Linked DNA regions of Mus musculus: regions 1, 2, 3 and 4 are each linked to region 5. The links are chromatin contacts, called in public ChIA-PET and HiChIP or PLAC-seq maps. All regions are on one chromosome and are shown on one strand. Each heading gives the region's core, a stretch centred on a gene start, on an enhancer-like site or on the middle of the called end of the contact. The rest is flanking DNA. Distances are from core to core; before and after follow the strand shown. Region 1 has its middle 13 kb from the start of Gm52008. Region 2 has its middle 35 kb from the start of Gm52008. Region 3 overlaps Bcl11b (B cell leukemia/lymphoma 11B). Region 4 holds the start of Bcl11b (B cell leukemia/lymphoma 11B). Region 5 has its middle 91 kb from the start of Gm33236.

Evidence for each region. ChIA-PET counts read pairs in DNA pulled down with a chosen protein or histone mark. HiChIP or PLAC-seq counts read pairs in DNA pulled down with a chosen protein or histone mark.
Region 1: a contact with region 5 is called in an H3K27ac HiChIP or PLAC-seq map of thymic regulatory T cells, with 6 times the contacts expected there. The contact joins two enhancer-like sites. A contact is called at or near these places in 5 of 484 Hi-C or Micro-C datasets (CD4 T cells, CD8 T cells, nephron progenitors and 1 more) and 6 of 115 datasets of contacts at active chromatin or transcription factors (T-cell acute lymphoblastic leukemia, double positive thymocytes, memory CD8 T cells and 3 more).
Region 2: a contact with region 5 is called in a BATF HiChIP or PLAC-seq map of CD8 T cells, with 6 read pairs. The contact joins two enhancer-like sites. A contact is called at or near these places in 4 of 115 datasets of contacts at active chromatin or transcription factors (CD8 T cells, acute myeloid leukemia, double positive thymocytes and 1 more).
Region 3: a contact with region 5 is called in an H3K27ac HiChIP or PLAC-seq map of thymic regulatory T cells, with 2.8 times the contacts expected there. The contact joins two enhancer-like sites. A contact is called at or near these places in 9 of 115 datasets of contacts at active chromatin or transcription factors (CD8 T cells, T-cell acute lymphoblastic leukemia, astrocytes and 6 more).
Region 4: a contact with region 5 is called in an RNA polymerase II ChIA-PET map of memory CD8 T cells, with 53 read pairs. The contact joins the promoter of Bcl11b here to the enhancer-like site in region 5. A contact is called at or near these places in 8 of 39 promoter capture datasets (the 3T3-L1 cell line, embryonic stem cells, hippocampal neurons and 3 more), 19 of 484 Hi-C or Micro-C datasets (CD4 T cells, CD8 T cells, Sertoli cells and 10 more) and 15 of 115 datasets of contacts at active chromatin or transcription factors (CD8 T cells, the SCID.adh cell line, SST interneurons and 10 more).

The regions. Positions count from the first base shown.
Region 1 is chr12:107,120,971-107,126,930 of GRCm38.p6, reverse strand. No RefSeq gene overlaps it. Among named protein-coding and RNA genes, the nearest start is that of Gm52008, 13 kb to the right of the region's middle. Within about 2 kb of position 3,145, at least 34 of the 459 cell types and tissues checked have an H3K27ac peak or open chromatin away from gene starts, as enhancers often do. A contact at or near this core is called in CD8 T cells, double positive thymocytes, memory CD8 T cells and 3 more, where this site is marked.
Region 2 is chr12:107,143,549-107,149,346 of GRCm38.p6, reverse strand. No RefSeq gene overlaps it. Among named protein-coding and RNA genes, the nearest start is that of Gm52008, 35 kb to the right of the region's middle. Within about 2 kb of position 2,481, at least 24 of the 459 cell types and tissues checked have an H3K27ac peak or open chromatin away from gene starts, as enhancers often do. A contact at or near this core is called in CD8 T cells, double positive thymocytes and thymic regulatory T cells, where this site is marked.
Region 3 is chr12:107,918,121-107,923,846 of GRCm38.p6, reverse strand. The region is part of intron 3 of Bcl11b (B cell leukemia/lymphoma 11B); the gene reads left to right. Among named protein-coding and RNA genes, the nearest start is that of Bcl11b, 82 kb to the left of the region's middle. Within about 2 kb of position 2,431, at least 43 of the 459 cell types and tissues checked have an H3K27ac peak or open chromatin away from gene starts, as enhancers often do. A contact at or near this core is called in CD8 T cells, double positive thymocytes, memory CD8 T cells and 1 more, where this site is marked.
Region 4 is chr12:108,000,298-108,005,924 of GRCm38.p6, reverse strand. It overlaps Bcl11b (B cell leukemia/lymphoma 11B), which reads left to right and starts at 2,511. Exons shown (of 4, transcript NM_001079883.1): 1 at 2,511-2,839. The coding sequence starts at 2,782.
Region 5 is chr12:107,555,370-107,561,678 of GRCm38.p6, reverse strand. No RefSeq gene overlaps it. Among named protein-coding and RNA genes, the nearest start is that of Gm33236, 91 kb to the left of the region's middle. Within about 2 kb of position 2,293, at least 25 of the 459 cell types and tissues checked have an H3K27ac peak or open chromatin away from gene starts, as enhancers often do. A contact at or near this core is called in CD8 T cells, Th1 cells, Th2 cells and 6 more, where this site is marked.

The DNA.
Region 1 (5,960 bases), core at 1,896-4,395, 440 kb after region 5:
CGTCTTGCTCTTTGTGGAAATCAAGACTTGCCTGTCAGTACTAACTGTCCATGTTTCCTGTCCACGGATCCTGTACAAGGGGTCAGGTATTAGGCCAAAAGACTAATTTTTCCTCATCTCAATTTTCTTTTGTTTACCAGTATACCTTAGACTTCTCTGGCCCTGTGTAACCTGGCAGACAGGAAAAAAAAATGGCTTGTAGCCATTGAAGAAGAAATGTCTCCCCTGGGATTCCATTCCTCACTGAGAGTGACCGATTCATTTGGGACCATGTTGCTTCTGCTTGATAGTGGCGGGGCGGGGGTTGGGGGTGGTGGTTAGAGCTCAAGACCATGGCTGTGGTTTTTGCTTCTGTCTTTCGAGGCCTGGTGGGAGCTTTTCCTAGTCAGGCCCTTAAGTGATGCCTGTAACTCAGAGTTCCACTGGATACTTTCTGTGTGGCTCTGGCTGTCCTGGGACTCGATCTATAGACCAGGCTGGCCTCCACCTGGGAGATCTGCCTGTCTCTGACATCTGAATGCTGGGGTTCGAGGTGAGTGCCAGCACCACCCAACCCCGTTTGATATTCTCTACCCTTGTTCTACCAAGATTCTGCGGAATGCCTTCTGCTCCTCACAGAGGCCAGTTAGAATCTCAGCTTGGAAACACCCGTGCAATTTCTGTGAAATTATGGCACGGTAATCTCTTCATCTGAGAGTCATGGGTAAGCATGAAGCCTTTCCTGTCACATTACCATCACCTGGCGTCTCTTCCCTTGCATTTTAATGCACCCGGCCGGCTTCTGTCACGGGGCCTGTGTTCTGTTTATTACCCCTGGTGGGATGTTCTGCAGCTGGTCAATGCCACACTTCCCTCAGAATGTCACCAAGATACCGTGTCTGGCAACCCTGGTTATTCCCTGTTGCTCCCAACAGAGTCTACTTCCATGTCTGGTTTTAGTTTTCTTCACAGTGTTTATTTCCTGAAACAGCATTTTTACTTATTAATGTTTCTGCTATCTTCTCCAACTCTATTCTTGTTCTGTCTTAAGTGGTGGGCCAGGTCATGGTTGCTCCCCAAACATTTCCAGAATAGATATGTATGCTTGAAATGTGCTACAAATCCCCTTCTCTCTGTGGAGATCCCAGGCTCCGTTGAGAAGCAGGAAGCACCAGCTGCGGTGTCCACTTATATCTGTGGAGGGCAGCTGAGCACCCGGGGGCATGCACGCACGTGAGAAGAAATAGTCCAGGGAAAACAAGAAAAATCCACAAGACCACATATGAAGAAAACCTGAGGGGAAGAGAGCTAGAGAGACCCAGAGCAGGAGAGAAGCAAAGATGAGAGCAGAGACCCAAGGAGGGGGAGAGAGACATGCCCAGCCCTGAGTACAGAAATGGACAGCAGAGGCCAGGCCCAGAGCCTCAGGCCACTCTTCTTCAGCATGCCTGGCGCCCGCCCACAGGGAGTCCCTATTACATCATCTCCTCGCCCTTTGGAAGCTGAGTGCCACCTTATTTACTTGGATCTCCTGGTCAGCCCTGAGCCCTTTGTGAGCGGCGACGTCCCTGAGTGCTCCCCTAGAGACCCTGGCGTCCCCTGTAGCACCAGGTCAGGGACAGCCAATTACCACAGAAAAAGGTCTTGGTGGCTCCTGCTAATTGCTGTGGCCTCAGCAGGTCTTAATTCTCTCTTCCCTCCTCCCCAGCCCCAGTTCCCAGGGGCCCTATACTTCTCTGAGCACACAGATGCAAACTCTGGAAAGATTAAACTTCCACTGCCTCTCTGCCCAGGGCCTGCAAGTCATCACAAAACATCTAGAGAAGTGAAGACCCCACCCCTACCCCCGAGTGCCCAGTCCTCCAGGATCTTCCGTGTATGCCCACCCCCCCCCAAAACCTCCGCAGGTTGTCTTCCCTGAAAGGCTCCTGCTCCTCTCTGACACTGGGCCCCAGTCTCCCAGGAGCTCCTAGCTGGCTGAGGACATCACAAATCACAGTTGCATGGACCAGAACTGGAGCCAGAGCCACTCTATTTGTCAAACTGCTGTGACTGCCACAGCCCGAAGCTACTGAAGGGACACGGCTCTGAACTGGGCCTGTGGTTTTGATCTGTGGCCCCCTGTCTCTTTCACAGAACCCTAAAGCTGGCTGTATTTTATAGATCAGAACAGTGCATTATAACTACACTGTGCCATGCTACCCGTGGGGTCAAGGTAACACCTAGGGACAGAATGTGCTTCTACGGGCACAGCAGTGATCATGTCTGTTCTCACGGTGAGGGGAATGTGAGCTCCAGCTAGAGACTTCAAGGAGTTTTAACAATTCAGGTCAGGTTTTACCCACAGAGAAATGTTAAGACGCTTTGAAACCCATTTGACTCTGAGATCACAGGCCAGTCACCAGCCATGCGGCATGAGAACGGCTCTCTTTGCTCCGACGGTAGAGATGGTAACCCAGGGGTGAATGGAACTTCTGCTTGTAAGCCAGCTCTTCAGAAGTGGAAGGGGTGTGCAAAGCTGAGATAGTTCTTGTTCCCAGCAGTGCACGGCGGACCCCTCTGCTGGGCTGGCTGACTTACTTCACGCGTCGGCTTCGTGGGTGGGTCACACGGCCTCGGTCTGCACCTGTCACTCTGACCTCCTTTCATGGAAGGCATCTGGGATGGAATCAAAGCATTACCTCAGGGGCTGAGGTACAGACAGTGTCTGGTAATGTAGCCTGAGGCTGTAATGACCTGAAAGAGCCAATAGAAGTGTCCATTGTGTTAGAGCTATATTAAGTAAGTAGGGCTATATACTCTAGACACTCAATAACTGCTCACTTAAATCGCTGAAGCCTGGCCCCAGCCAGGTCCATCCACCATCATTCTGTGCACATTAAGGATGTGGAGGATGGAGTGCCCTGGAGACAACAGGTTTGGGCTTTCCCCAGGACATAAACTCAGAACACCTCTCCAAGATTCTGGAAGACATTTTCGCCTGCTCCAGGCAGTTCCCAGGGCAGACAGAGTGTCTTCACACTGCGACCTCTGACCTTGGAACAGGTGTCCAACTCTACCCTTGCGGCAAGACAGTTGACTTGTCAAGGCTTAAGAAGACTGTCACCCCTCTCCTCTGGCAGGGTTTCGGCTTCCTTCGCTCTTCACCGTGTGAAGATCAGAGGTGTGGCTCCCACCCCCCCACCCATGTGACAGAGGCAAGAGCAGAAAACAGGCTGGTTGTCACCAAGGAAGGCCAGAGGCTGCGATTATGTGTGGAGGTTCAATGTTTGCCCGTTCAGGGCAGGCAGGCAGGAAGATAGTTGTGAGGCTTTGGGGAGCCAACCGCCTGTGACTGACTCTAGCAGCTAGAATTAAAAATAAAAGGAAACAAAACAAACAAAAAATAAAAACAAAAACAAAATAAAACAAAAAACCTAACAACAACCAACCAGGCTTCCAGTGCAGCGTGGACTCTGGTAATCGGCAAGACAGGCTAGTTTGAATTGCCTCAGTTACCCAGTCTATGAAATAGGCTGCTGATGCACCCTTCACATGCCTGCTGGGTCATAGGATCTGGAGTGTGGGCAAGACTCTAACACAAAGCCCCAGAGCTAATGAGTTTCCAGTTCTCAAGATCGCGACTTGGCAGACACGGTCCCATTTGAGCCCTTGCTGGCTTGCAGTGTCTGTCCCCTTACCTCTGCTGATTAGCAGGCTCACTCAGACATTAGGTATGCTTACACGAGTTGCTCAGGACCACAGAGATCTCCAGTGGTCAGACTCTGGTAGAAATTCAGTTTTCTCAGACTATGAGCAAAATCACCTTAAAGAAGGCTGGGGAGCTAGCTGAAAGTTGGCAACGTGCTTGCTTTGCAATCATGAGGACCTGTGTTCAATTCCCAGAAACATAATAATAATAATAATAATAATAATAATAATAATAATAATAATAATAATAATAAATAATGTTGACAAGAACTTTGGTGTGGGGTGTGGATTTGTAATGCCAACAGGTAGATATTTTGGGCTCTCTGGTCAGACAGCCTAGCCTGCTTGATGAGTTCCAGGTCAATGAGAGATCCCATTTCAAAAGAAAGGTGGTACCTGAGAAATGTCCTCTGGCCGGCCTGCAAGTCTCCTTGTATAAGTGTATGTGTATGTCCATGAGCACATGTGTATGTGCATAAATGCATGCACATATATGTTTACACACACACACACACATGGGGAGAGAGGGGGAGAGGGAAGGGGGGAGAGGGGAGGGAGAGAGAGAGAGAGAGAGAGAGAGAGAGAGAGAGAGAGAGAGAGACTCTGTATAGTTAACAACAAAGACGATAGCTGATCATTAGTTTAACATAAGGAAACAATGTTTCTTATCAGGGTCCTGCTTTGAAGAGATAGTTACTATAAGAATATAATAACTGTTCCTGCTGGGGAGAGGCTCTCAGTTCTCTGCCCTGGTCAAGAAGTAAGTGTTGGGTTACTTTTCCCTCAGGAAGCAGCCTTTCATGCAGATTTCATGGCCCAAAGAACAAGGATGAATTGGCCCCCGAAACACATCAAGTTCTCTCCCTGGCTCTAGGCCTGAAGGGAGAAGGATGAAACTTTGAAGCACAGTGAACGGGAGCTGTGTCTTTAAAAGTGAGCCTGTCCTTGCCTTCTCTGGGCAGAGCACAGCAGCTGGGCTGCCCCCCAGGCCCAGGCCTCCTGTTTTGCACAGCCTCTGAAGCCAGCTTGGCTGCTGCCCTGGGAGTCTCCCGGCCACAGGTGAGGTTCCATGGCCCTAGCAATGCCCAGGGGGCCAATCAGGCTGGGCCTGCATGAGGTAAGAATGAGAGTCGCCCCGTGTGCTCTGGGCTCTTTCAGAAATCTCAGCAGATCAATGTCACTGTGGCTTTTAATTACCCCTCCTAGACTTCATCATTATTTCATGGCCTCTAATACACCCAGCAGGCTGCCCTTGGCATACAGATAAACAGCCACCCAGCATGGCCTGCCCCCTGAGGTGGTACCCACTGCAGTTGCCCAGCCCAAGGGACAGTAGCCTGACAGGGATCTGGCCTTGCTCAGTATAGATAAAGCCAGTGCTTGGTGAGAGTTCTTCTGTGACTCTCACTTTACCAAGAACCTACTGTGTGCCAGATGTTGAGCAGAGACTGGAGACACTGTAGTGACCCCCATATGATTTCCAGAGGCTACCCTCTAAAGTCACTGTCACCCACTGCCTGTGCACCCTGTCTTTCCTTAGGAGAGTAAGCTAAACCCAGGATGATTTTGCCCTCTGGGGACACTTGACAGTGCCTGGAGACACATTCCCCTTGTCACAACTGAAGGAGAGTCACTACTGGCTTCTAGTGGGTGGAGCCCAGGGCTGCTCAACATCCTTCAGGGCATAGGCTGGCCATGTCTAAAAGATGACCAGACAAGATGTCACCAGGGCCATGGATAAGCAGCTCCAGAGATGACAGATGCTTGGCCTGGCCTGGCCAAGCCATAATACCAGAACAGTGGGGTCCCACCAGACAGCTCTTGGTCATCTCTCTCTCTCTCTCTCTCTCTCTCTCTCTCTCTCTCTCTCTCTCTCTCTCTCTCTCTCTCGCTCTCTCGCTCTCTCTCGCTCTCTCTCACTCTCTCTCGCTCTCGCTCTATCTCTCTCTCGCTCTCGCTCTCACTCTCTCTCAACAGTTGTTCAGGAACTAATTTGTGCCAACGACTCTTCAAGAACCCTTCCGTACCATCCACAGTCATGTCTGTGACCAGCCTTCAAGGGAAATGAATCTTTCCCAGTCTTTTAATTTTCTTGGGTTCATAGACTCTCTTTGGCTGGAGGAGAATCTAAACTAGCTCTGTTTTCTGTTTTGAATGAGTGAGCTTATTAGGCGCGTGGCAAGCAAAAGAGCAAAAGAAAAAGCACGTATAACTCGTAGCAGAGAGAGGGAGAAGCAGCAGGCAGACCAGCAAACCGCCGCCATCAAATCAGGTGCTCACTGCGCACGCGC
Region 2 (5,798 bases), core at 1,232-3,731, 410 kb after region 5:
GATTGAGAAAGGCCATTCTAGAAGGAAGATCAAAGGATTGAAAGCAGGAGAAGATCGTATTGAAACGTCTTCTTGAAGCTTCCAAGTACTTTGAGAAGGGATCTGAGCGACTCTGCAATCTGACTACAGCCTGAGACACACTCTATGGCACATCAGCTAGGAAGACCAAGAGGCAGATAACTCTCTGCCTCACGCCTGCTTGAGAGCTTAAGGGCCCAGAAAGACTGTCCCCTACTGGACTCAGGGCTGCCGGTGTCACTGCCCACATAACAAAAGTACTCTTGGCTCATGGGGTCTGTGATGAAGAACACTCTCACACAGCTCACCAAAGGCTCCATGACAGGTGAACCCTGGACAGCCAGCTTCTACATCTGGGCAACTCTGGAAAACAACGTACCCAGGGGGTTGGTGTGACTTCCACAAAGGAATAGTTTCTGCAAACCAGGTCGTGCCCATCAAATGCCCCAGAAGACTGGGAATGCGCTCGTTTATCATACGTGAGTGTGCACTTGACAATGGCCATTTGTGCCTTCCCTGTGTTATGTAATTATCACCACAGCCAACTGAACAGCTCTCACCCTCAGGCCCCTGCGCTTCTCAGGTGGCCACTGACAGAGTTCGGCCCCCAGACAGTTTAACCACACTGGGGCCACCTGGTACTTGAAGTACCTCAAGGGCCTTCATAAAACTGCTGGGTGACCACAAAAGCAACCACCAGTTCCTCTGGCGCCAGGCCCAGCAGTAAGCGCCCTCCCTGAGGTGGGGTGGGGAGGCTGAGGAGGGGAGAGGAAGATGATATAGCACTTTGCAGCTTTGTCCCTACCAGTCGGGGGATAAGGGCCTCCAGGCAAGTTGTCACTTCTTTATAGAAACCTGCTCGGGTCAACCCGTGGAAAGTCCCACCAGGAGAAGAGTGCTGGAGTTCTGTTCACGCTCTATGAATTCACTAAAAGTAATTTGTGCCTGTCAGGCACTCAGAAATCACATATAGGATGTTAGAAGGCCAGTGACTCGCAAGGAAAGAGAATGTCCTCACAGACAAAAGTCCCCATCTCTGACCCTTCCTGGGCAGCCTGAAAGGGACAAAGTCCATCCTAAAAGCTAGGCTTGTGTGAGGTCTTTTTAGAAGGGTCTTGACCTTTGCAGGGCTTGGACATTTAGGACCAACCATGAGCCTATGTTGACAATTTTTGTCTCTTATCTAAGTCTTAGGTCACCCCAGATCTGACTGTCCACCTCAGTGCTCTCTACCACCCATCCATCTGTTTATTGGAAACCCATAAAGCTCTGATAAGTAGCCTAATCACAACCTGACCCCAGGTTTGAGCCCCAAAACCATCAGACTATGAGGTTAGGGTGGCTGCCCTTCCTTCCCACCTATCTTGCTTCAATGTACACACAAAGCTTGGAATATACATTCAAGCTAACCCTCAGGTATACAGCAGCAGTTGCCCAAAAGGCCACACTGAAAAGCCCGAACTGGAAGAAGGGGGGACTCTGAAAAATCACTGACCCTCGATAACAGTAAGAAAGGCATAACTCCTTGTGTGTGTGTGTCTCAAGGCGAGAAAGGAGACTCTGGTGCCATATGGTCTCAAAAGGACACTCGACCATCAAACAATCAAGAGCTAGGAAGTAAAAAATGGAAAGCCATAGAGCAGATGATAGCTGCGGGGCTCCACACACCTCACACAGAGTGCTCTGCCTTCCTCAGATAATGTGGTACCCATGCTTCCTCATAGGAGAACAGCATCGGGCAGACGAAACTGACTGTTTGCATCTATGAAGAACTAAGAGTTAAAGACAAAGTTTCCATGTGATAGCACCCTTGAAGAAAGAAGAGAGAGAACCAGAGCTCGGGGCTTCCCATGCCCAGGTCATTGGTACCATGACTCTGACTACAGCTCCTGGACACAGAGAAAGAGGTAGGAGAGAGGTATGAGAAGGACCCAGGGCTTTACAGTCAAGGCAGGGCTTGAGACATTCTCGGAAGGATGGGGACAGGCGAGCTACTGTACACAGCAAACGAGATGAAAGGCAAGAAGATTCCAGGAATGAACACACAGAGCTTCTGAAATGCCCCGGCGTGAGGGCCCACAGTGGGGCTCAGAGGAGCGGGGGATGAAATGGTCCCTGAATGAAGCCCTTCCTCTGTGATCCAGAAACCTCTGCTGGCCTTCACCCTGCCGGTTTCACGGGAGGTGTTTTCCCATTACATCACAACTTACAAGTCAGATTCAGCCTAACGCCTTGGTTATTTATCTGAAGGGAGGACATTTCAGAGAACCTCGTATTGCTTAATCAATCAGACTGAGTGAAGGACAGACAGACAGCACATTTCTACCATGCCGTGTTTCTGATACACACCACTTTAACAGCGTTGTCTGTGGTTTCAGTTTGGCTCACCTTACCTCCCTCCTGGTGATGGAGGAGATGAGGGCTGGATGGGGAAATGTAAAAAGAAATAGTCCAACTGCAAGTGCGTTTACTGAGCACTTCCTGTGTGCTCAAAAAAATGCACTCAACACATAACCCAAAGAAACAAGGCTTTGGGCCCAGAGCCTAGCTTCTGGCATTCCAACCACATGGGTATCTGTTCTTCTCCAGCTGAGGGGATGTCTCTGGCAAGTCACTGGGACACTCTGAGCCTCAGTTTCTCTCATCTTTGAGAGGAGGGATGATCACACACACCCTGCCCTCTCTTCACAGCCTGCAAATGGGAGGTAAACACAGGAAATAAGCTTTGGGGGTGGGGTCTCCTTAGGTGGCGAGAGGGAGCTGGGCACCCTGCCCTTCTGCAGATCCAAATTCCTTCTCTTCCTATGCACCTGATGGATTAAAAACATCTGACTAGTTGTTAATAACATTACAATTATTGCTACCATTTGAGACAGCATCTCATGTGTTTCAGGCTGGTTTTGAACTCCCTGTGTGGCTAAGCTTCTGCTCACCAAGTGCTGGTTTACAATTTTGCGCCTCTATATCTGCTTTATGCCTAAGGTACTGGTGGCTGGACCAGAAGGTTTACACATAGTAGGTACATTATACATAGTGGGTGCATAGTCTACCAACAGAGCTACCTCTCTAGCCCTGAACTCCTTTTTATCTGAGTGAGGAAGCCACCAGCCACTCCTCAAAACAGAGCGAGCTTTATCCCATGTGAACGAATCCACGACTCTGTAAGAGAAACCTCAAGGCCACATGGCCTTTGGCATTCAGAAGGCTTCCCGTTTAGAATGTAAGCAGTTGCATGCATTAGTATTATTTAACACCCCCAGTGGGACCTGGGGCCATGCCTTGCAATCAGGCACAGTGATATTTCTACAGAAAATGTATGAACATGTGCATGAAGTGAAATAAACACGGGCTATAAATAGCCCGGTGTCAGTCTGGGTCAATTTTTGCTGCCTAGTAAGTTCAGGTCAGGCTAGTTGTGACAGCCAAATAAGTTATCGACTGTGGACTTTCTAAAAGCCTGGGCCTTCAGGATTGCAGCGAGGTGATAGAGGACATCCATGACAGATGAGAGTCTATTGCCCTCCAGTCTCGGGGTTAAGGGCACCCAGGTGATGCGTCACCAAGGCCACAAGCTGCAGATACTCCTCCTCCTTGCATTAGACGGGAAACTGAGCCCTGGACAGGAATCTGTAGGTATTGACGAGCAGGTCAATGCCTTCTGTGTAACTTCAAGGCTCAGGTTCTGATCCTCGGTATCCGACTGATGCCTGTGGCTATCTACTGGGAACTGGAAGAGTTAGTCTGAGAAGTAGAGTGTGAGTCATTGGGTCAAAGGAAACAGCTCACTCTGGATCCTAACACCCACTTCCTTCTAACCAGGAGGAGGGGACAGTCTCAACATATGGGATGTCAGAAAACAATAATACATAGTCACACCGACATCTCTTTAGCTGGGTGTCAGGGGATTGGGAGTGGGCTTGATCCACCTGGTACTCTTGTCAGAGCTTTGCTTCTGCTGGACTTGTCCCTGGACTGACTCCATCAGCATCCCTGACTCCATAGTCAGACGTAGGACTTGTCTCCAGACTGGCTCCATCAGCATCCCTGACTCCATAGTCAGATTTATCTTCTCATGGGGTCAACTGAACATGTTACTCTTTTGCAGAAAACCCACTAGGGCTTTTGCTGAGGACCTGGACACACAGACCACTGCTGCCAGGCAGGGTCAGTGTGCTGCATAGCCCTTCAGGTCAACTAAACCTAGAGATGTCGCTGTGCAGGCTCATGTTCAAAGCTCAGTTTCACCACAACCTCGGTCTCCATGGTAACTCTCCTTCTCCTTGTTTCAAACTAAAGTTTGTCTGAAATTGAAAACTTTTGCCTGATCGTCTACCCTAAAGAATATTTGTTGATGCTTCCAAGACAAAAACAAAACTGCATGTCCTTTCCTTGGTTGGAATATTCCACCTCTCTCTTCTTGGAGAGTTCTTAGTGTCCCTCTGATTCTGCCATCTAGCTGGCCCACTTTTCTTCAAGAGAGCAAATTGGACCCATTTCATCCAGAATTACAGTTGTCTGCAGTGTGGTTTGTAGAGGTTTGACAGGTTTGTGCTGAGTGAATGGGTGTCATAGAATCAGGGTCTACAGCCACACCACTTCAGTTCTAGAAAAGGCTGCTGTGCAGTTAGCCATTTTCAAAATCTCTCAGCCTGGGCAGCTCTTAGATGAAAGCTAGAGTGTTGGGGTGTTTCCTAACAACTGGCACAGGTGACAAATGGGGAAGGAGCCACACCACTGCTTCTTTTGTCTCTGAATCATTTAAGCTCCCCCACCCAATCAGATTCTTAGAGTAGTGCTTCTCACATTATAGTCAGGAGTCTGGAAATGTGGAGCTGTGTCCACCAGGCTTCAATCCCACCCCTGAAGGCCAGGGGTTTCCAAGGCTGGGATCCATTGCCCTCGGATCAATCTGAGTCTGTAAGCAGCTTTTCAGGGCTGTTGTCTGATTCTGAGTGACAAATGATGGTTTCCTTGATTTGATCTTGGTGGTTGAGTTTCCAGGAGGTGAAGATCCACAACTCTATGGCAGAAACTGCTTCCCATGGGATGGACAGACTCTCTGTCACTTGCCAGATAAGTAGCAAAGGTGGCAGCATACAGTTCTGCATTAGATTACAAGGATAGGACTCTTCTCTTCTATCTGATGGGCACTCAGCAGGTATGCGAGGCTCACCATCCAGGGAAAGCTATGGGACAGGAGATCCTACTGACAAAGGACTTCCCTAGGGATTCTACACCATCCCTGTAAACACAGTCCTGCCCCAGTTAACATGGTCCATAGCCAATGTCATAACAAGGAGGCCTGAATCTAATTACGATGATACTCTAGATTTGAATGTACCCCCCCCATGAACCCCATATGAACATAGATACTTCTGCTTGTTTGGGGACTTAGAAACCTTTACCAGCCTTGGCTGGACACTGCAACCCTGCCATGCTGGCTTTGTGGGTCCATATAGAGCATCTCTGTGTTTGAAGTAGGAGGTGTGTCTGTCTGCCTCATTATTAAATGGGAGTTCCTAGCCCATGCTCATATGACTGCCATGGAATTAGACCTGACACTTCCTTTATTTGCTTATTTGCCTTCTTTGATATATTTGTGTGCGTGTACATTATATGTAGAATGTGTGTGCAAGTGTGGTATGTATATGATGTATGATGCGATATGTGAACATAATATTCATGCGTCTGAGAGGTGTGTATTCAGTATGTCTATGATATGTATATGTGTATGGCATGTGTATATTATATTGATATGTGGCTGTGTGTTTATGTGATAT
Region 3 (5,726 bases), core at 1,182-3,681, 360 kb before region 5:
TGTGTAGGACAGAAGTCGGTGTAATGCAGACTCTAATCCTTAATGCGGCTAAGCCCTTGGATCTTCAGTCAGGACTCTAAATTTTCCCTCAGCACCGTTCATACAACTGTCTCTCTCTCTCTCTGTGTGTGTGTGTATGTGTGTGTGTGTGTGTGTGTGTGTGAGAGAGAGAGAGAGAGAGAGAGAGAGAGAGAGAGAGAGAGTATGCATGTGTGTGTGTTCGTGTGCATGTGCGTGCGCTAAATCATTAAGAGGTGACCTGTAGCCCCTGGACTGTGAGCTGCCGGAGGAGCATGAAGCATGTAGGGTACCCAGGCAGTGAGATAAAGGCCCACGGTGACAGGAAGAACACATTTGTTCAGTCCTTTCTGTCCCGGTTCCCACTGTTTGAGCTCCCGTGTGTGGGTCCCACGGATGGCAGAGGGGCCCAGGCTCCCTGTATTTGCTCAGGGTTCTCTGAAGCACAGAGCAGAGAGGATTCCGCAGTTTGCAGGGAGAGTCAATGGATAGATCTGTCTGTAAGACTGAGGCCAGCTGAGCCTGTCACTAAGTGTCAATAGCCCTACATAGCCTCCCCACAGCCACCGTCAGAGCCACCACTCTATCACTCCCTTCTGCGGGTCGGCACGGAGTCAGTTACCACAGTTCTAGCCTAAAGCAACTCATCTTGACTTTTTGTTCCTGCTGAGATGGAAGGTCAAATACCAAGACACACGTGCCTCACCCCTATCCTAGGCCCTTGAACTTCAGGCACTTCTCTCCTGAGCAACTTTTCTCCTTACAGTGCACCACATAGACACCGCCACTTGCCAGCCGGGGAACGTCAGGCAGATCTCCTCATCTCTTCCAGTCCTCAGTTTCTTCATCTGTAAAATGGAACTGATGGCAGTTGCAGTTTCTGAGCTGTGGGCGCGATGCACGAAGCCTGTAGTGTCCTTAGCTCATTGCTGCCCATGGTAGAGATTTCTTACCGTCTGTCGCTACCTCTGCTCTACTTTCTGCCTCCCAGAGCTGAGGTCCGAGTGATGACTTGGGTACCAGCAGGATGCTTATGGATTTGTAGATGGCTATAAGTGCTCAAGGAGCCCCGGTTGACATTTTCTCTGTGACATTGTGAAAGATGTTTTTAGTTTTTGTTTTTGTTTTTGTTTTTATTTTATTTTATTTTATTTTTTGAGTGCTGGAAGATATGGGGATTGGCAAGTACTCTATCACTGGGACGCTGAAATACACCTCCAGCCGGAGGGGGGGCAGTTTAATTTAATTTAATTTTTAGATTCATTTGTATTTTATTCTGTGTGTATGGGTGTTTTGCCTGCTTGTGTGTTTGTGTGGCATGTGCATACCACGCCTACAGAACCCAGAAGAAAGCATCAGATCTGCTAGATCTGAACTTACAGACAGATAGCTGTGACCTGCTGCGCGGATGCTGGGAACGGAACCAGCGTCCTATGAAAGAGCAATCAATGCTCTTCACCGCTGAGCCACCTCTCCAGCCCCATGGGGAGGGGGACAGTTTTTAAGTGAACATGAGATGTACTTGTCACCTGAATAATGGTTGTACTGGTTGTCATCATGAAACTGTGGAGAGAGCACTCTTAGCAGTTATAGGGGGTGTGCGTCTCAGGGGTTGGGGTGGGGTTTAAGTGATGAAGCAAGACAAGACCAGCCTTCTGTTTGGGTTCGGGGTGAGGAGGATCACTGTGAGACACCCAGGGGTACCAATTACTGTCCCAGGTTCAGCCACCTCACTGCCATGTGGTCCCTTCACTAGGTCTCCCAAGCAGCATATGTCACCAATATGCTTTTTGGCTCTGTAAAATGACTCCCGTATTCCACCCTAGAGTGAATGCCTGCCACAGGGTAGACATAATGGGAGACTGTCCAGGGACAATCAGTGGCCTTCCATGAGAGGGCACTGTCAACATGGAACCATTGACAATGTGACACACGCAGGGAGGCCTGGGAAGGTGGTGATGGCACGGTGATTCTCTAAACTGCTGTCCCCGTGGTCTAGCATGATCATGTGATCATGATCCTCACTTGGCTTCCCTCAGAGGTGTTAGTGAACAAGGGTGACATGAGCTGAGGTAGCGATAATGCTGAGTGAGCCGTGCAGTGCTTTGTGGTTTACTGAGGAGCCCGGGCGGCCCAGACCAGTTCCCCTGCTTGATCAGAGGTGTCCTTTAACATTTGCTGCTTTTGAGTCAAGCTACATTACTCTTCTTCCAGGCCTTAAACCAAAAGGCATCCCTGAAACACTCAGAGCCACATACAAGGATGGGTAACAAACCCGCAGTATATAACACCTACTGCCACATTTATACAGCAGTGAGCGGTGGATAGAGGGAGGACCTCACAGTCCCCAGGCCAAGTAGGAAGCAAGGCTCAGAGAGGTGACATCTCATGTTTGGCTACACCCTTTAGAGATCAAGTTCCAAGTGTTCAGTGATGCTCCTATGGGGGGTGGGGAGTCTTGTCAGAAGAGATCTGGGGTAGGAGTCTGCGTTTGAAACTCCTCAGACAACATACTGAAAGAACAAAGAAGGCTCAGTGTGTGTTCTAAAGATCTATGAAAGTAAGGAGGGAGGAAGCAAGAAAAGACACCGCAGGGCCCTCTCTGGGTTCTGAGCTGCCCCGTGTGATTTAGTGAGACAAACGCAACTGACATTTCTAGGTCTGTAGGCCAGGATTGGTGCTTCTGAAGTCATTTGGACCCAGCAGTTAGCATCATTAGCTGCAGCCGCTACAGCAGTGTAAGGCTAGTGGACCCTGTCCCAGCCATTAGCAAAGCAGCCACCGCCCACTGCAGGGCACGCACTGGGCCACCTGCGTGCAGGTATCTCTCTGAGTTCGATGCAGCAAGGACGGGTTTGGGATGAGCTAAGCAAGCCCTGAGTCTGACGCAACCTGCTGTCTAAGGCTCTTCTTGTCTAAAAGCAAGCCATCTGTGCCTGTGCTGTGTCTATAAAATACTTATTCAGTTCCTGAATAGAAAGACGTTCCAAGTGGCTCGCCAGAGACTCTCTGACGTTGTTTAGTTCTTAAAAGTGAGCAGCCCCATACTCAGGGCTATTTGTAGGCGAGAGAGAGCCATGAGGTCGTCACATGTAAACGAACATTTTATTTTAAAAAAGAAGGGGGTGGCTGGAAAGAGAGTTGTCAAGGGAGGGCCTTCAAGGGCTGGGGGATTTATTTTTTCTTTCTGTCAGGTACTGGGGGAGGCTGCTGCCTATAGTGAGTGAAGCCTAGAGTTCTGTAGAGGGACACTTAGGGGCTCTGATGAAGATAGCTCTCACCCCAGGGTGACAAGTGGCCCTGAAATCTGACCGGACAAGTAGTCAGCCCCCTTTCTCCTCACAGTTTAACTATGGAGGTGACATCTGGGTTCTAGAGCATGCAGGTCAGAATATGTGTGCCCTTCTCTCTGCTTTTCTAAAACATGGAATCGGTTATGGCTACCTAGTTACATAGTCTGCTTTGGACTTCGGTATTTGTTGGATAGAACAGTCTAGAAAAACATGTGGCCACCAGATAAAGAGACAGGAAGTACTTCAGAGCAACTCAAGGAAATGGAGATGCTGAGAAGAGATGGGCCCCAACTTAAGAACACCCCAGATCTCAGCAACCATCCTCTGTAAATCCATTACTTAGAATGGCTGGGGCCCAGAGAAGGGTACAGAAACACCTTTAATTTGATATGTGACCTCCTAGGACATGGTACTTCATTTGTGTTGATAGCTCCAATGTGTCTGAAAGGGACTTGTATTTACCTTCTTAAGAAACACATACACACACACACACACACACACACACACACACACACACACACACACACGATGTGAGGAAGAGTCTGAACCTGTCTTCTGGCCAGCATTAGCTAATAAGCTGAGTATGGAGCAGTCAGGGCTTTGGAGAGGCACGGCTCCTGTTAGCCTAACAGTCTAGTCACAAGCATCGTGGCTACCCAGACCTTGTGAAACCAGGCTAGAACAGAAGATTCTCGCTAGAGGTCATGTTGCCCAACACAGACCCACCCAGACAGGCTGGGACAGCTGGCGAGAGCAGTAGCCTCTGTTCTCCCAGACTGTTTCTGTTTGTTGTCGTTTTGTTTAGTTCTGCTGGAGGGTCTGGTGTGGAGGACTGTACCAAGGGCCTCATATGCTAGGCAAGCCCTGTATCCTGAGCTCTCTGGTGGCAGTTTAAAGGATGGAGTAAGGCCTGGAGAGACGGCTTTCTGTAAAGGAATGCTGTGCAGGTTCGAGAACCCGAGTTCCAACCCTAGGATGCACATAAGAAACAAGGAATGGTGTCATTTACTCCTATTCTTAGGATGCGGGATGTGGGAGAGGACCTCCAGGACACACTGGCCAGCCGGTCCAGCCTAGTCTGTGGGCTCCAGGTCCCAGTGAGAGACCCTGTCTCAAAAAAGGGAAGATGGCGCCTGATGGAGAACAACACTGGAAGTTGTCCTCAAGCTTCCTCATGCATGTATATATACACACATTCATGCACACATGAACACTCATGTACAGCAGAATGAGGCTGGACTTCCAGGATTCTCTTATTTCCGTCCGTCCTTCTCTGCTTTGCTCCCCTCCACACCAAACCCACAGATGCAGTATCAGGGGATGTCGGGAAAATCCCTGGCTTGCAAAAGCATGTCTTGGATTCCAGGGCTACTTGCCCTGGGCCTGCTGGTGCAATGGTCCAAGTGAATCCCAATGCTGCCCCAGGTTGACACGGTACTTCTCTGTGAGTCCTGGCCGGCTGGCAAACCTAACTTAGAGAGGTGCATGCTGGGAACAGAGGCTTCAGAACATACACACACTGTGGGGGTAGGGGGTGCAGCGTCCTATGAAGTGTCGTTAGCTGACAGGAAGTGAAGATGTTGTCTACCCAGGATTGTAGAAGCCCCAGGTTAGGCTGGTGGTACAGCAAAGGTGGTGGCTTCTTAGGTCCATTTCCACAGCCCTGTCTACTGTAGGGTATGGTAACAGCGTTTGTATTGGCTTTGCCGGGGAGTTTGAAGCTACTGACTTAGTGTCAGTGTTGATATCTGTTTGATAGAGGCAAGTTTAAACGGAGGAGACGGGCTTTTCAAGACTCAGGCTGCCATACTATGTGCCAGGTCTGAAATAAGAGGCCTGTTCCTACCGCTTTGGAGATGTTACATCCCATGATGGTACACAGGCCTGTCCATGCCTGTCTTGCTCCTTTAAACTATTAGGAAGGTTCTGGCAAGTGGAATGTGGCCTCATGTCAAGGTCAACAGCTCCAGACAAGAGATTCGGCTTCCATATTGTGGCCGGCCCGATTGACCGACAAATCTGTAGTATTTTGGCTCAGGGCCACCAGTGTCCACTGCGATTTCTTACTGATGTCACCCGAGCCAGTTGTAACAAATCAACACGTGTGGCTGCTCATCCTGACTGCTGTCACATTTGGTGGCTGCCTTTCTGTCCCTGTGTTTTCTGGCAGAAGACACCAAACCGCTCTTTTAGACTAGAGTCCCATCCCCCACCCCCTGCCCTGCTTGGGGGGCTGGGGCGCTGATTTCCACACAGTGGGTGTGTGAGGCCATTGGTAAGGGTGGGTAGCGGGCTCTTGCCCTGTGCTAATCTTGCTTCACCTACCTGGGTTTCTATCGGACAGTATTTTCTGCACAACACTGGCCCATGAAACGGGAATCTCCTGTGGCTAAAAATCTCAAACGTAGGCAAGGT
Region 4 (5,627 bases), core at 1,262-3,761, 440 kb before region 5:
GCCTTCCTTCCCATCTGCGAGTCTAAGAGACAGAAGGCTAGTTGATCTTTCAAATTGATGCGGGGGTGTGCGGATAAGGGCAGTTTATGGATTTCTTGGGAAGTTTATTAAAGGGTGGGTGTGGGTTATATTATTTTCCTACTTCGGCCACTTTCCTAGAATTCTTTTTTCCAGTGAGACGGGATGGGTTGAGAGGAGACGCTTCCAGACTTTGGACCACGTGGAGGGGTGCCCATGTGTGTGTGGTAGTGGGCGGCTACACGCGGCCTGCGGAAGGAGGTGCAAGCCCTCCCCCAACCAGCATCATCTCAGCCTCGCCTCGGTCGGTAGACCCTGCAGTCCATAAGCGCTGGAAACTGCAAGCCGGGGCACATCGTACAGTGATTGTTTTGGGTGAAGTGGGAAGGGAAGAGAGATCCTTCTTTCCTTGCTCCTAGCACTACGCCTCTTCCTTGGTGCCATGGCCCCACCCATGGCTTTCAGGATGAACAAAAAGCCCAGGTGCCCCCTGAGGAGCAGGCCCCGGGAGAGGCGGCTCGCCTGGAGGCCTTGCAGCCTCGCCAATCCCTGGGCTGAAGCCGGGGCGCCGGGCCTGGGGCGGAGTGAGGGTGGTGCAGCCAGGCTCACCACAAAACTCAGCCCCAGCCAGGCCCCGACCCGCCCTGGCCGCCGGGGAAGGGAGAGGGGTCCAGCCTACTGGCGCGCCCAGCGCGGGAGGCCAGGTTATCCAGTAGACCCAGCTGGTCTCCAGGAGGAGAGCGCCGGGAGGGGGCGGTGCATTCGGGACTGCAGCCTGGCCTTGTCCCCGGGCCACGGGCAGGCCCCCACAACTCCCCTTGTCCTGGCCGGCTGGAGATCAAACGGTTGAAAAGGCGGCTCTGTCCTTCCTGGTCGGACAAGCAATTTCAAGTCCGATCCCGGGCGATGGAGGAGGGGGACGACTTCCAGGTTGCAGAGATTTCACGGAGGGAATTGGGGGGGGGGTCGCCGCTACGAGGCACCCTCCTTTCCCAGCGCTGACCACGCCCACTTCTGGGTCTGTGAGTCCCAGACTTCTCCCACGTGGAGTGCCCCCCAACCCGTCCCTCTAGCGCGTGCTTCCCAAGGAGACTAGGGTGTGGGGGCGGGGCAGTGCTTGACCCCTAGGAGTTAATGGGGCCCAGAAGGGCGAAGAACCCTTCTGGAATGGGATTCAAACAAAATGTGCCCCCCCCCACTGTGCCCCTCAGTATCATTAATTTTGTTGTTTGAGACGACCAACCCCCAACGGTTTATATGGAGACACTTTTTTGGAAGTTTCTACAAAATGCTCCCCTCTCCAAATAAGTAAAACCAACTGTAACTACTTTTCTAGAGAGTGAAGGAAAACAATTTTATCTGTCGCCTCAGTCTCCCCCAGCCCGTGGTTTCCAGCCCTCTTTCTCGAGTGGGTGGGTTTGGACTTGCTTGGACTCAGTGTACCTCAGTTACTCACACAGCACTCCGCCCCCTTTCTCAGGGAGTCCGGCTCCCGGGGGAGGAAGAGTGAGTGGGGACAAGATTTTATTTTATTTATCCCCCCCCACCCTCTTTTGCGCTACCGGTGCTCGGTGATAAGACCAGCTTACAAAAACAGTAGTTTGCACGTGTGGCCGGCCGGCCTGGGTTGCGGGTGTGCGCACTGGCGAGTGTGTGTGAGTGCGCGCGCGCGTGTCTCGGTGTGTGCTTTCTTGTTCTCTTACAGGGTACAATGTTAAAAAGCCACCGCTAGTCGCCCCCAGTGCTCCGACTCTCTGGGTCTTTTTGTCTCTAGAGCAGATTAAACGTCACGTCCGCACTTGAACTTGAATTTTATCCCATTGTACAGAGGCAGCCCCAGCCACAGAGAGACCGAGAGCTCCCGGAGAACCCGGACTCCGCCATCTTCACGTTGCAATCTATAGCTCCCGTCCACGCCCGCACCGACCCGGGCGCACTGGGCGAGCCGCCCCGCAGCCCCGCTCCCCCTGGGCCCGCGGCGCCGGGCAGCGCTGGGGAGCGCACGCGGGGACCCGCAGCCCCTCCGGCCGGCGCCAGCCTGCCAGGTGACCCGGGAAGGAGCCGCTCCCGGAGTCCCCCAGAGCCTCGGAGGGGTCAGCCTCCGAGAAAGAAAAAAAGCAGGCAGCGCGCAGAAAACCCAGAAAGAGCCGAACCAAGGCAGCTTTTCATTGCTTTTGGGTTTTTGAGGGGGCGGGGTGAGGGGGTACGAGACAAGTCCCCAAGTTTTCTTTGCCTTTTTTTTTTTTTTGGCTTTTTTGAAATTTGTTTGCATTTTTTCCTCCCCCCTCCCCTTGGGTGGAAGTGCGCGTTCCACCTACCAGACCCCGAAAGAAAAGTGTCAGAGGCCGGTGCAAAACCCGGCGTAACTTCAAGAAGACATTTACAAGTCTAAGAGGCCAAGCACTTTGAAGAAGTGTGAGAGATATTTTTCCTCCAAAAGAATATATTTTTAAAGAAACCGGCCAGCCAGCGGCGAGCAACAGCAGTTTTATAATTTATTTTAGCCTTTTCTCTATTTTAGAGCAAGCCATCTTCCTGGCTTTTTCTTCTTTCTTTTTGCAAAAACAAAAACAAAAACACAGCCCAGAAGAAAGAGCAAAATAAAGACGAAGAAGAAGAAGAGGAGGAGGAAGAGGAAGAGAGGAAGGGCAGAGGCACCAACCCGGGCGGAGGAGGAGGCGCGGCGGCGGCGGCGGCTCAGACCCCCTCCCCGGCCCGCATCTGTGCAGCTTTCCGGGCGATGCCAGAATAGATGCCGGGGCAATGTCCCGCCGCAAACAGGGCAACCCGCAGCACTTGTCCCAGAGGGAACTCATCACGCGTAAGTGTCTGCCGCACGCGCGAAGGGCCGGCGGCTGGGGCTCCGGGCGCCCGGGGCTGGGGACACCAACCCGGGAGCAGCGGCCGAGCGTGGGGTTCTGGGAAAGTTTCTCTGCAGCCGGGGGCAGCCGCCGCGGGCTCCGGGCCGGGGAGGGGGCGCGCGGGCTTGCAGGCGGCTGTGCGCGCCGAGCCCGGCCGGACGCTCGGCCCTCCAAGCGGCGTGTGTGGCGGCGGCGGCGCTGGTGGCGGGGTTTGGAGAGGAGGGGGAGGGGGCCGAGGAGTGGAGGGGGAGGGGGAGCCGGGAAAAGTTGGCGAGCGCGTGGGTCCGCGCTCGGAGGAGCGGGCGGACGGAGCCCCGAGAGCGCCCTGGACCCAGGGACCCGCAGGGGAAAGGGATGGCCGCGGGCTTCGGGTTCCCGGTCGCTGCGCCCCGCCAGGCTGGGCGCCGACCGCGCCGCTGCTAGGATTCCGAAGCCGCCGTCCCCTCCCCTCCTCTCGCTATTTGCAAAAGAATCCAGCTGCGCAGCTGTTTGCTGTGCTGGAGCACCCCCTCCTCATTTCCCCACCTCCGTCTCCTGGGACGGTCTTGTCTTCTTTCCCCCCCCAACTCAAAAAAAAAAAAAAGGTGTGGGGGGGAGGTTTTGGGTTGGTGAAAAAAAAATCCCCGCCACGAGTTAACAAAAAAGTCATGAGTGGGGAAAAAAAAGGGATGCTCTTATAACAGTAAAAATGAAGAGAAAGAAAAAGGAAGGGGAGAAAATACCTATCATCCTCTTATCCATCTTTCTATCTCTGTATCTTTCATCTTCCCATCTAAATAAACAAGGCAGGTCGCGGTGCAAATCCGCCGGATTTCAAGCAAGTGGAGGGGCTTGCAAAGTCAGGCAGCAGGGCAGACTCTCAGCAGCTTCCACCGCCCCAGCTGGGTTCATTTAGAAAAGAAAACGCCAGCGCGAGCCGCGCAGGTACACAGTTCTCCCAGAGCCAGCCGGGTACCCGCGCTGCCACCGGCGAGGTCGGCTTGCAGAGCTCTGGGAAGCCCCGGCCGCAGCCTGCGCGAGTCTCTCCCCCGCGGGTTTTTTTTTTTTTTTTGGTCGCGGTTGCTTTTTATTTATTAAATTTTTTATTGCAATAGAAATAAAATTTCCTCTGGGTGCCATCGAGACCTCAGGCAGGTTGTAATCTTGCAATCCTTCGCTCACCTCGCTGCGTTGGGGCCGGGCTCCCGGCTCTGGAGCTGGAGAAGCCTGTGAATGACGGCCGCCGCTGAGGACTGGCTGCCCTGCAGTCGAGAGCCGAATATTTATGTTATATTTTAAAGAATTTAAATAAATAAATAAATATATAAAGGGGCTCTCCCCTCCCCTCCAACCCAGCACAGGAGCCATCTGCTCGAAGCTATTGCTGTTCCCTCTCTCCTTTGTTACCGCAGACACCTTAGTAAGAATTTGTGCGTTTATTATTATTATTATTATTGTCGTTGTTGTTGTTATTATCTTGTGGGGCATATATATTAAAGTGAGGTTCTTAGGAAAGGGATGTCTCTTAAGGGGAGGAGAGAAGGGGAGTCTTATTTATTTTTTTTCAGTGTTGTAATGTCAAAGGAGACTTGCTGGTTGCATTTAAAACAAAATGTTTTGCAACCAGATTTGAGCCTGGTCTCATCAAGGTCCTTTTGACCACTTGACTTTTATTTTCTTGCTTTAGTACGCCGCAGCCACGGGTTATTTTACAGTCCCTCCCTACCTTTAGGTGAAGTGGTTGTTAAAAACCTCCACACTTCCAGACCCTAATTTGTCCGGGAGGCAGTTGGCCGCCACCCCCATCCCCTGTATAATTACCAGAATTGTATTTGAGGAGGGGAGAGAGTCGGTGGGAAGGGGGAGAAACTGGTAGCCCCCAACTCTGGAGCATTTGCCGTATTAGGGGAAAAGCAGATAGATTTGCTGTCCCTCTCTGGGCATCCCTGGGACATCCTGAACAAGCCCTGAGCAGAGGGACTGGTGGCAGCTGGGTCTGGGGGGGGGGGGTTCAGGGGTGCTTCGTGTGACATCCTTCCATGCATTGGTTCTCTGTCTCACCCTTTCTCAGAGCATCTGGGAAAAGCCAGCTGACCTGCAGGAGAGGCAGAGAAGGCAGAGAAGTGCTGGGGAGAAAAGAGGCAGTGGAGGCCAGGCTGCTGAGCAAGTCTACCTGCCTTCTGGGGACCCTGGGGACCCTGGGAGCCTGGGCATTGTTTCAGGGGGGTAAGCAAGGAGAGTGGTCCGTATGGTGTTCAGAAAAACAGCCTAGAAGGGATAAGACAGGGATGCAGGAGATACAGTGTGGCCTGGGGAATGTGACTAGCTATGAAGCAGGGGATACAGGAGGCCTGGTTGCAAAAGGACTGGCCAGCAGAGCAGGTGTTATCTCAGCCCCTACAGGCAGTCACTCCCATGTGAGATTTCAGATCTGAAGGAAACCATCTAAAACATGGCAGATCGTTTTCACTTGGGTGGCAGCCTTGGGCCTGTGGGGCAGCAGCTAAAGGCTCTTTGGAGATGATGCAACTTAGAATCACTGATGGCCTAGGAAACCAGAAAAAGCCCAGAAATGGCATCCCTGATCTTGGTGTATGTTTCCCAGGGTAGGAGAAGGGCTTCATAGCATGCTACGGTTTCAGGCAGGATGGGTAGGAAGAGGACTGAGGTAGCTAAGGGGGTGGGAGACAGCTGGAAAAGAAGATCTGGGCTTCTGGTTTGTTTCAAAATGTTTGACCCAGATGGATGCGGCTTTTCAAACAGGAGGGC
Region 5 (6,309 bases), core at 1,044-3,543:
TAACCTGCACAGAACAAGCAGGGACTTCTTGATTACCACGAGGGAACTTAACTCGAGTGGACCTAACAGAACAAACTAGGAATTATTCTTAGCTGCCTTAACTGCAAACAGAGTCTGTACCCTGTGAGGTAGATTGCTCCTATTTTGATCTCACTGTTCCTCCTTGAGATTAGTTCTTTTTACCGTGCAGATGTTTGTCTGTCAGGCTTTGCATGTCCCCACAGAGTCATGCATTTGAATGCTTGGTCACTAGCTGGTGGTACTGTTCAGGAAGGTGCAGAGAAGGAAGTGAGTCACAGAGAGCTGTGCCTAGAGGGTTCCTGTCGTCCTCTTTTTCCTTCCTGACCATAATGTGGCCAGCTGACTCACGCTCCTGCCTACCATCGCAGACTGTCCCCTCAAACTGTATGGCCTAATAAGCCTGCCCTTCCTCACTTTGCTTTCAAGGTATTTTGTTACAGCCTTGAGAAAGGTTATTGATACTGCGTCCTGTGGAGATGATGAAAGGCTGAGGGGCTGGCAAAACTTAGGGCCTTGATGCTTTTCAGGGGAACTTGTCTTGCAGCTGAAAACGTATATGGAATAACAATTACAGAAGAAGAGGGAGGACATGGGGGTGCTGCCAGAGGGGGCTTGAAGGGCGAGATTTCAAATTCTCACAATTCTCAAAAACATATACTCCCACCAACATACAGATTTATTCAGCGTGTTGGTGTATCAAACATACAAAATAAATCAATGGCATTTGTGTGGTTTCGAAAAAGGTCTTCATCTTAGGTCAAATTCTTGATTGGTGCACACAGTTGACTGATCTGAAGGTGTGAGGTGACCAACAATTAAACTCGTTCTTTGCCACACTCCCTACAATGATCCCTGTGGTGAATCCTTGCATCCAATCCCTGGCTTTGACTCATTTAATCATTCAATAACTTGTTTCTTCAATGGCACGTTCATTGTATGTGGGTCCCCTGCCCCCAGTTGCCCATTGCACTCTGTCGTTCTCAGGGTGCAGAGGAGCCTGGGACCGGGGTCTGGGTGTCACTGGGTACAGCAGGAATAAATGACCTGGGAGACTATGATGGAGGACAGCTCCATTACTGAAATCGTGGAGCTAGTTTATAGAGCTCAAGTCCAGGGAGTGGTGTTGGGGATGAGGGTGGGGGTGGTGTTGGGGATGAGGGTGGGGGTGGTGTTGGGGATGAGGGTGGGGGTGGGGTTGGGGAAGGGAGGGATGGGAAGAAAAAGGACAAGGGAGGAAATGCACCTAATTTGCATATCCCCACCTGACTGAAGACAGGCAAATGTTAATGACATACCAATTCATATATCAAAGCTTGCAGGAGGAGGCAGGGACTTTCCAACAGTATCAGATTAACAGACTGCTGGTCACATGATTTCTGAGAAGCCAGTTCTCTGGCTGGAAAACCAGAAGCCTAACTGGCTCTACCATGAGGTGCCTTTTGCCCCTATAAGTTGAGTAGGCCCAAGCCTGATTTGGGTAGGGAGTGGCCCCCCTCCTGCTGTTCTCTCTGATACTTTGTCAGAGGTATGGGTGGTGTTCTACCATCCTTCACCTGACATAGAATCCCACAATTCTCTATCTGCTATGCTTATCAAGACTCTATGATGGCAGATTGTGTTAAATATATGGAAATAGAAATGTATAGAGGTTAAAAATACAAATGAAATAGAGGCTCAAGAGATGGCTCAGTGGTCATTGGCTAATCTTACAGAGGACTGACTGGGGTTTGATTCCCAGCACCTACATGGTGCCGTATGACTGTCTATGACTCCAGCTCTTCCTTTGGCCTCTGTAGACATCATCCAGGCACATGATACATGTATGTACATGCAAGCAAAACACTCAAACGTATAAAATTAAGTAAAATAAAACAAGTAAATCTTTGAAAACATCTAAAGCTAAACACAACTTCTCAGTGATGTTCTCTGTTTGTTCGGACCAAGTCAGCCTGTTTTTCAAATATGTGGGAAGATTCTCCGTAGAAACTTCTGGAAACCATTAAAGGGGTTTTTGTCTGCAGTGTTTGGTGTCTTGTCTTCCTTTTGATTGTTCAGATGCACCTTAGTTGGGTTCTCAGCCTCTTCGATGGTCTCTGTGCGTCATGACATGTGTATTTCCAGAAGAGAAAATGGTCTTGCTCAAGCACTGTGCATTTTGTCTGGGAATCCCAAGACAAAATGGGAAGGGAAAAAATCTTGAGTCTCCAGCACCTTGTGATGCAAGGCGGGGCATGAAGCATAAACAGGAAGTGACAAATTTGTCAGAGGCTTTCTCTCACCAGCACTGACATTTCCTTTTACACTCTGGAGCCTTCATTAAGACTCAGTACAGTGCCTCTCTATAGAAGATGTCACTGTCAAACCCAGTTAGAGATATGGAGGCCTCAGGTGAGAGAGTAGAGGGAAGAGGTAATGTAGGGATGGACAAGGCTGTACCCATCCAGGGGATGCACATACACAAGCGCTGGGGGTGTGGGGTGTGGGCATCATGGTTAACAGACTTTGATCATACAAGTGACAAAGTAAAAGGTAGCGTGTATTACTCAGGGTCGTCTTCTTCTTTCTTTCTTTCTTTCTTTCTTTCTTTCTTTCTTTCTTTCTTTCTTTCTTTCTTTCTTTCTTCCTCTCTCTCTCTCTCTCTCTCTCTCTCTCTCTCTCTCTCTCTCTCTTTTTCTTTCTTTCTTTTTTTGAGACAGGGTTTCTCTGTGTGGTCCTGGCTGTCCTGGAACTCACTCTGTAGACCAGGCTGGCCTTAAACTCAGAAATCTGCCTGCCTCTGACTCTGCTTCCCAAGTGTTGGGATTAAAGACGTGTGCCACCACTGCCCGGCTACTCAGGGTCTTCTAGAGGTACAGAGCCATAAAATGAATATGTGTTAAAAGATGGGGTATTCAACTGGTTTATACTATGGGGTTGGCATAGTCAAGTATCTGTCTCATACTGTAATGAACCTGGTAGCTTCTCCATCCATAGAGTTGCCACCAAAGACCTGAAGGATCCCTGGAAGGCCGGCCTTTTATTCCTGTAGAAAGCCCAGAAGAGGCTGGTTCTTCAGCCAAGGCAACAGCAGCAACAGGGTAGAGAAATTGGCTAGTGAGATTGAAGGTCAGGAGAGTCCTTTCATCTGGGCAGCAATCAGAGGGTGAATCTTCCCATGTCAGGTAAGGCCATCATAACTGTCCCCAAAGATAGGCCCACAGACCAACCTGAGGTAGATCATTCTTCACTGAGTGGACAGTCCCACCTAACATCACGGTAGTAGGATGATCTCTACTTGTTCTGCCTAAAGTGGAATGCAAGCTAACTGGATGCTGTGTGCTACACAGAGTTCACTAGGGAGAGCGGGGGCGGGAGGTGGAAACTGAATGGGGAGAAAGCAGAGGAAGAAAGAGCTCCAATCACCCCGGTCATCAGAGTGGAAGGTTGCCGCAGTGTAGGCATATAGCTTCAGCGTGCTTTACATTGTTCGTATATATAGCAGATCTGCAGGCCAAGGTACAAGGCAGTCAGCGGGAAGCCAAAACAACCAGGGCCCAGCAAGTCTGCAAGGCTTCCTGGGGGCCTGGATATCTTGTAGATGCTGGGAGACCAGTGCGTGTTATATTAAAATGTCATTAGAAGCAGCTTCCCGATGCCAGGTGCATAGTAGGTTCTCAACTCGTGTCCAACAAACAAGCCTATTCGAGGGAAGTCATCTCTGAATTTTTCTGCTTAGATTGTTTATTAACACAAAGAACAGAGCCCCAGTCAAGGCCAACAATGTGTCTGTTATGTGCCCATGTCTGCTTTAGCCCATTCAAACAATAATTATCAGGATGGCTAACAACGGATGATTTATTATAAATATCAGCTCTGCTGCTTGTTAATTCAGAAGCAAAACATTCGCCCATTTCCATCCCAAAGGGAGGAGTCTAGTTAGTGTGTTCCCTATATTATAACTACAAAATTAAATTAAATGAACTGAGCGAATTGCATAAATAAAGTAATTTAATTCATGGGATGAAGAATAATACTGAATACATCTATAGTTGGGTAAATAAGCCAATTAAATATTTCCTCTTTAGACAGAACAAGCCAATAGTGCCGCCACAACAAAAGGAAATAAAAGAATAAAGGAGAAAGATTTTACATTAATTAAGTGTGGCCCATGTGGGCCCCAGGCCCACCCTGGCTCCTGGCTTTTTTGCCATCTTGAGAGATCCTGGCATTAGCTGTAGGTATGTTTATTTCTTGTCTCAAAGGTATTTTCTTTAAATAATAGATTGAAAGACATGGGTCCAAGAGGCTGAAAGTGGTCTGTTTTCATTCCTGCAGAAAATTATCTAGGAAAAGACAAACTGAGGACAGTATTAGTACATAGCGGCGGTGGACATTCAAGATTTGGGCTCAAGCCGAGCTAGGCTTAACCGCTTGCTGATGCTCATGGCTGGGAAAGTGGGGACCGTAGGAAGACAGTCTTATTTCTGGAATGGGTCAGCTGTGACTCCATCCTGGGACTGGGTGAGGCCCAGGAGGGGAAGCCCTGACAACAGCAGAGGTGGTGGCCCGCATGCTGCCATGGGTGGTTTGATGCACCAGATGATACGTTCTTTACCCTGCACTTTCCTGATCCCCTGCCTGATAGAATCAGGAATCGAGGATGTGGAGATAGATAGATAGATAGATAGATAGATAGATAGATAGATAGTAGATAGATGATAGATGATGGATAGATAGATGATAGATAGATGATAGATGGATGGATGGATGGATAGATGGATAGATAGATAGATGGTAGATAGATAGATAGATAGATAGATAGATAGATGATAGATAGATAGATGATAGATAGATAGATAGATAGATAGATAGATAGATAGATAGATAGATGATAGATGATAGATGATAGATAGAAAGATAGATAGATAAATAATAGATAGATGATAGATAGATAGATAGATAGATAGATAGATAGATGGTAGATAGATGATAGATGATGGATAGATAGATGATAGATAGATAGATAGATAGATAGATAGATGATGGATAGATAGATGATAGATAGATGATAGATAGATGGATGGATGGATAGATGGATAGATAGATAGATGGTAGATAGATAGATAGATAGATGATAGATAGATGATAGATAGATGATAGATGATGGATAGATAGATAGATAGATAGATAGATAGATAGATGATAGATGATGGATAGATAGATGATAGATAGATAGATAGATAGATAGATAGATGATAGATAGATAGATAGATAGATAGATAGATGATGGATAGATAGATGATAGGTAGATGATAGATGGATGGATGGATAGATGGGTAGATAGATAGATGGTAGATAGATAGATAGATAGATGATAGATAGATAGATAGATAGATAGATAGATGATGGATAGATAGATGGTAGATAGATAAATAGATAGATAGATAGATTGATTGATGATAGATTGATAGATAGATGATGGATAGATAGATAGATGATGGATAGATAGATGATAGATGGATGGATAGATAGATATATAGATGATAGATAGATAGATAGATAGATAGATAGATAGATAGATAGATGATGGATGGATGGATGGATAGATAGATAGATAGATAGATAGATAGATAGATAGATAGATAGATGATGGATGGATGGATGGATGGATGGATAGATAGATAGATAGATAGATAGATAGATAGATAGATAGATTGAACCTCTAGGACTCTATGGTCCAGTGAGTGAATCAAGAGGGTGTCCACACAGGTAACAGAATGTAGGTTAGATCAGACTACCCTGGTACAAGGGGTCAGAGTTGAGTCAGACACCCCATTAGTTTCTTGACCTTGAGAACTCCCCGACAACCTTTGTGGGGCAGAGAGCACAATCTTATGCTGTTTTAACTCAGCTAAGCCTGGCCTCTGTCTTTTCCTGCAGTTGATTCTAAGCCTGCACACAGCAAAGGGAGAAAAAGTTGGGGGTTTAGGAGGCTGTGCAGGCTGATCCAGAGCTCAGCATCAACCAAGAGGGAGAAAGAGAGATGCTGCTGCCAGAGAACCCTGGAATAACATCTGAGGCCTGGGCCAGGCCATCCCGGGTAGAAGAGATGTCTCCTCTCTGCCATCCCGGGTAGAAGAGATGTCTCCTCTCTGAGCCTACTTCCACATCTGTGAAATGAGGTGGGGAATATCTTTCTTCAGCTCTGAAGGTACATGGGGGTGCTTCTCTGCTGTGGACCAAGCTCTGTTTTGACCGAGTCAATTCATCAAACCTATGTGGGGTACTCGTCGACATGAACAGTGGCAG